Regions from separate parts of the Bicyclus anynana genome. Here region 1 is linked to region 2. Evidence: chromatin contacts called from public Hi-C data. All regions are on one chromosome and are shown on one strand. Each heading gives the region's core, a stretch centred on a gene start, on an enhancer-like site or on the middle of the called end of the contact. The rest is flanking DNA. Distances are from core to core; before and after follow the strand shown.

Evidence for each region. Hi-C and Micro-C count contacts between places; a contact is called where the count stands out from the background.
Region 1: a contact with region 2 is called in a Hi-C map of whole body, with 7 times the contacts expected there. The contact joins two enhancer-like sites. A contact is called at or near these places in 2 of 2 Hi-C or Micro-C datasets (whole body and whole larva).

Annotation. Positions count from the first base shown.
Region 1 is chr5:10,441,910-10,444,780 of ilBicAnyn1.1, forward strand. All of the region lies in intron 2 of LOC112052885 (ecdysone-inducible protein E75), which reads left to right. Among protein-coding and RNA genes, the nearest start is that of LOC128198086, 90 kb to the right of the region's middle. Within about 2 kb of position 1,307, at least 5 of the 8 cell types and tissues checked have open chromatin away from gene starts, as enhancers often do.
Region 2 is chr5:10,357,017-10,360,164 of ilBicAnyn1.1, forward strand. All of the region lies in intron 1 of LOC112052885 (ecdysone-inducible protein E75), which reads left to right. Among protein-coding and RNA genes, the nearest start is that of LOC112052885, 35 kb to the left of the region's middle. Within about 2 kb of position 1,630, at least 8 of the 8 cell types and tissues checked have open chromatin away from gene starts, as enhancers often do.

The DNA.
Region 1 (2,871 bases), core at 57-2,556, 85 kb after region 2:
TTGTTCTATCAGAGATATAGTATCGAATGATGAATTTGTTTTTATAGAATCGTAAATATCGATAAGCTTTAATTTACATTTTACATTTAGTTTCATCATCAACATGCCCTCAGTTGACATATTCAGTAACTTTAAGTAATCTTTAGTGGATATACACGTCATTTACCAACAAGCATTCACTATTTCATTATTACTAACCGATCAAAATTACTAACCAGTGTGTTTGACATTTTGATTTTCGTTAACAAATCTCTGCGGAATACGTAAAATGCGGTTCTTCCTTATAGGAGAGGGGATATACATATAATTTACAATCATTTAACTTAATTTAAAAGTCATTCATCACGAAACTTGAAACCCGCTTGACGTACAAAGATGAAATTTGGCAGGGAGGTAGTTTATAGTATGTATCCGCTAAGAACGGATTTCGCGATAGGGCCGGATTAAAGAGGTTTAAGGGCGGACAAAGTCGCGGGCGTCCACTAGTTTATTTATAAGCGCCAGCTGGAAGTGTTTCAATGTCTGAACAAGCAAGGTCGCGACACGCGGAAGACAATCTCTATAGACACAGATAACAAAGCTTGGCCGTGATATTTTTGATGTATAAACATTCGAATTCTTTGCGTATTTGTTTTCGTCAACCAGTTATTAACTGCAGACTGCACCGTTACACCAGCCACTCACGATCAAGTTTACTATCAAGTCTGCAGGAAACTTGGGCAGTGAAAAAAAAATATTGTGAGTGGCTGGGGTTACTTTTACTTTCTGTAGCACGCAAGCTACGAGATGGCCATAGAAATATCTACTACAAGAACCTCGTTATGGCCTTAATGACATTTGGAAGATTCAGACTGACTGGTTTAAGTTTAAATGACCTACCATAACTCTTTTGAGTTTAGCTATATGAAAGGCAACATAATTATCATATTATGCACCTAAACTCAATGTAAAATATGATACATTACAATATAGGTGACGTGACAAGTTATTTCGGCGACAAAACAACCTTAAATTGTGACGTTTAACTATTAAAAAAAAAGAACTTTCCTTTCCGCATTCTAGACATTAAGTAGCAATTTTTGATACATATTCTACTTATATACGATAAATGCTATATCTAAACTTTTGTAAAATAAATTAAAAAGTTTAGTTACAGCTTTTAGGGTACCTATAGGCATGTGTCCAATTTGTAACCAAACAATATTGATGTTGGTTTAGGAACCGGTATAGCTGTAGTGTCAAAAGCTTATGGGGCTCGATCCCTTGGTACCTGTCGGCCTCGGCGCCGCGGTCAGTCCCTTCGCCCTAATTCTATAAATTTTATTTTTGATACCCTACCTACCTGCCCGGAACCATCACACGGGAACGAGGCGTCCTTTGAAATGTTTCGTTATATTCTTTTGTATTTTTTGCATGGGGTCGAGGTCAAGCCAAATGGCGTTTAGGTTAAACGACTCTTTTCATGTTTATAAATACTTCAAGATATAATAGAAAATATCTTTTATCACTTTAGTATTACTGTTTTCCAAAGACAACCCACTTCCCGGAGTCTTATATCAAACTAGCTGACGCCGCGCGGTTTCACCCGCGTGGTTCTAGTTCCCGTAGGAATACGGGGATAATTTATAGCCTTTAGCCTTCCTCGATAAATGGGCTATCTAACACTGAAATAATTTTTAAATCGGACCAATAGTTCCTGAGATTAGCGCGTTCAATCAAACAAACAAACAAACTCTTCAGCTTTATATATTAGAATAGATGTTAGGGCGTAGAAAATATAGCTAATATGTTAGTTTATATGCACGTACTTAAGAAGCTATAAGTTGAGGACAAGGGACGCCCGCATACTTTCCTACTTGATCTTTTGTCTGACAACAGAACGCTTCCTGTTACTTTTATTAAGAGCTCTTGTAACGTCTGGAGATACGGATGGGGGGCAAAAAGTATAAAAGTAATACATACTTATGTCTAAATATCACTTGAAATTGTATAAAATCATACAAAGTACCAAATATGAGTAACAACTTATAGGTATAATGAAAGTAAACTTTTCTTTAGGTAAAATTTGATGTGCCACGTTTTAAATATCTGTTTTTCTTTCCAATAGTTTACAGCAATTGTTCTCGGTGATAAGTAGGTGGTACTATTAATATAATGCGTCCTTGCTAAAATTTTGCGCCGCTCAAACCGCATAAGTGACCGGATACCTAATATCCGTACCTAACAAAATGATTGTAGAAAAGTCCTGCGATTTACTTTTTATTGGTGATTTGTACTTGAACTTGAAAAAGTCATGTCTAAGCTACCTGGGTCTGGGTTTTAAAAAAAGGTTAGAATTATTTTTTTTTGTTGAGATATTCTCTAGCAACCCAAACTTTGGGACTACGCGAGCATGTTTAGAGTTCAGTTTCGATAATTTCACTGTCACTAAGATGTGGTAATAATTGTTATCAATTAAACATCTACATTTTAATAAACCATACACTTAAATAAACATTCAATGCTTCACTTTTCTAAATTCTTGTTAGAAACATTATTATTTCTAAAAAATTATAATCATAATAAATTCTTGTTAGAACCAAATTGACATGAATTTGAAGCCAGTTTACTGACCTGAGTTTATATCGACAAATAAGGATTGAATAGTATCAAAAGCTTTTTATAAGTAGTTAGGTTTACCTTGACACATTAGTTCCTTTCAAAGCTTTAAAAAATGTATAGCCAATTTGCGTCATGTCACTCTATATTATAGTCGATAGTCGATCGTTAGTATGACTGCAGTTCAACCAGTTGTAAGGTCGTACAATGGTAGGTTTTATACATAACATCTATACGAACGTGAAAGCGGTGCAAGGAAGATGAGAATAGAAG
Region 2 (3,148 bases), core at 380-2,879:
GCTTGATATCCTCGGTCCACCTAGTGGGGGGTCGACCAACATTGCGTTTTCCGGTGCGGGGTCGCCATACTAACGCCTTGGGCTCCATCGGCTCTTCGAAGTATGTTACGTTACGAATGCGTAAACTATTATCTTATTAGATAATTTTATTGCACTAACACGTCATATACGTGTATTTCGATTTAAAAATTGTTAATATTTTTAATTTTTATGAATTAATTTTAAAAGTCATTTAAATATCCTCCAAAATACCTTTCGCGCCAAATATTATATAACCTTTGTTACTCATTAAAGATGTAGGTTTCCGTTATTTTTTTTTTAATCGGTCGAGTAGCTTTGAGTTAAATCGTAACGAAAAATTAAATCTTACCACTTTACAATATCAGTTTACAAGTTTTATACAGCGAAACGATATAATTAATTTGTGTTGGAGTTCCTTTAAATAGATAAACAATATTATTTAAAATAATTGTAAGGGTTAATAGTAAACACATAAAACCATAAAATTATTCGTTAAATTATTTTAGCTAAGAAAGTGATATCTCCACATTGTTAACATTTGTTATTTAAAAATATGTGTCGAATAGGGAGGTCCTTTGAAGCGCAGTCTGTTGGCATTTTCGCGAATTTCTTCGTAACAATGTAGCAGCGAAGCCTCTTCGTTCCGGAAAATTCCGCTAGATGGCGCCTCAAAACGTCTAACTTAGAGCTTGCGCTGTTTTATGATAGATGGCGCTGCTATAACATAACTTTATAGTTTTAAAAGTATGAAAAGCTTAGAAACAGTTTTTGAAAAAAACACTTTACAATTATTTAGCTAAACTATAAATCCAAATATTTTTATAAGTTTATAACATTTCCCGCCTAGGGTCCACTTAATTCTTATGACAAAATAGTGAAGTTTGATATTATTTTGATACTGTTTTTTAATAAAATATTTATTAATTTAACGCAAAAGCTGTAGCTTTTTGTGTTTGTTGTTGTTGATTGTGTTAGTCGTGTAAAAGTATTGGTACTTTTAGTATGGTGGTTCTGGTTAGATTGGTTAGTGCTCTTCATAGATGCAAAAATGCACTAAGTACCCGAAAATATAATTTAATTTAAGTTAACACATAATTTTGCATGCGCTCAAAAGCAAAATTCGGATCACTTTATTGTAGTGATTTTGTAGGCACTTTTTTTTATTCTTTATAAGTTAGCCCTTGACTACAATCTCACCTAATGGTAAGTGATGATGCAATCTAAGATAGAAGCGGGCTAAATTGTTAGAAGTATGTTGAAAATCCACATCCCTTTCTTTTTCAACACGACACCGTACCGGAACGCTACGTCTTTGCTGGTAGGGTGGTAACTAGCCTCGGCCGAAGCCTCCCACCAGCCAAATCATGTCATGTACGTAACATGTCTATATTATAAAATATCGTTGGCGCTACCTACTCAATACCAAACTACTTATAAATTGAAGAAGAATGTATCCATTTAGTACAATTTGTAATAAGGGAATGTATAGTGCCTACCCAGTTTAAAATCCTTGTGCACGCCACTGCCCGCAGTAATGACGCACTAGCACGGAGCACGTTCGCGGTCGTCGCTCCCTTTACAGAAAAATGACGTTCTTGACTCACTTTGTTTATTGCATATTTACCCGCGCTTACGTCATGCGTTATTTGTGTCCCTTATACCTACACGTACTTTCCAGTCGTATGAATAGCTTGTAAACATATGGGTGATTGGGGTAGTTTACAAAACTTACAAGGTTTTATATTATGTAAAATAAAATATTCATTTAGCGATATGAAAATGAAATTTCGTTCAGTGGTTTTTTAAATAGAATAATAGCCATATTTTTAATATGATCAAGCGCCTCCAACTAACTTTGAAGACTGTGTATGGTGTAGGTAGAACTACGGAATAGTTGACTCATATCAAATTTAATTCGTATATGGAATAAGGGTCCGAAATATATCGATATTAATTAATATAAGTTAAGCATTTCATAGAAAATTTAATTTAAAAATTATGTATCATAAAAAAAAATCCAAACGTCAAAAACGTATATACATATATTACATATATTGTATTTTATTATATTTATACATTATATTGTAGCAATATAATGGTATTTACCAATTTTAAAACTTTTAAATTACTGTGTTGCAGCTATTCGATAACAGATGGCGCGAGTTGTCTATTCTTTGTTCATGTTGTCTACGTCATTTTGTGTTGCAAAAACAATATTCTAAAATGCATTACTGGTAATATAATTGTGATCTACTTGCGCCTGTTGTAAATATTTTGAACGCTTGCCCAGGTTAAAAATACATTGATCTATTTTCTTTAGCACGAAAATGAGATTCACCTAATGTGTTACGTATGTTGCTCGCTCGAATTCCTAACTGTATTCACACAATGAAATTATTTCCATTATGCTCTATATCAGATTAATAGTAATGAAACAATTCATCAACTCCATCAAAGGTTCAAGTAAATTTACATATAATAAATAAAATGATGAAACTACAGACAAATGATAGAAAATTTATAAATAATATTTTACTTTACATAATATTTTAAATATTCAAGTGAATTATTGGCTTAGAGAATGCTAATAAACTTAAGCAAAGGGTAAAGTTTACAATTCAATCATCAGTTTTAACGATTTGTTAATTAATTTAATTTAGCCTCAGACTGAAGCTGTAAATTGTCGTGAAGTGTACTAATCTAAAAGACCTTCAGCACAATATCGACATGATAGCAATGTAATAAAATAAAACGGTATGTCGGAGAAGGGCGGGCGATATAGTAACTGTAGTTAACGATAGCGCTGCAACCTTGCAAAGTTTGTTGATCCGGCCGCGGCGGGCGGCGTGGGGCGGGGGGCCGGGGGGGCGACGGTAACCTCCAGTGGCTGGTCCTGCGACAGCACTGACATACCACGATGCACTGCCACCCATTGCTTGCACAGATTGCGAATAGGTCAAAATATTTGCATAACTTAAAATCACACTTTCAATAACTAAACTTTTAATTCTCAATCGCCGAAGCATCTGAAAAGCGAATTTCAAAACAGCTTAACAAAAATCATTTACTGAATTTAAATAATTAAAAGTTTCAACAAGTAAACTTTTAATCCTCAATCGCCGAAGCA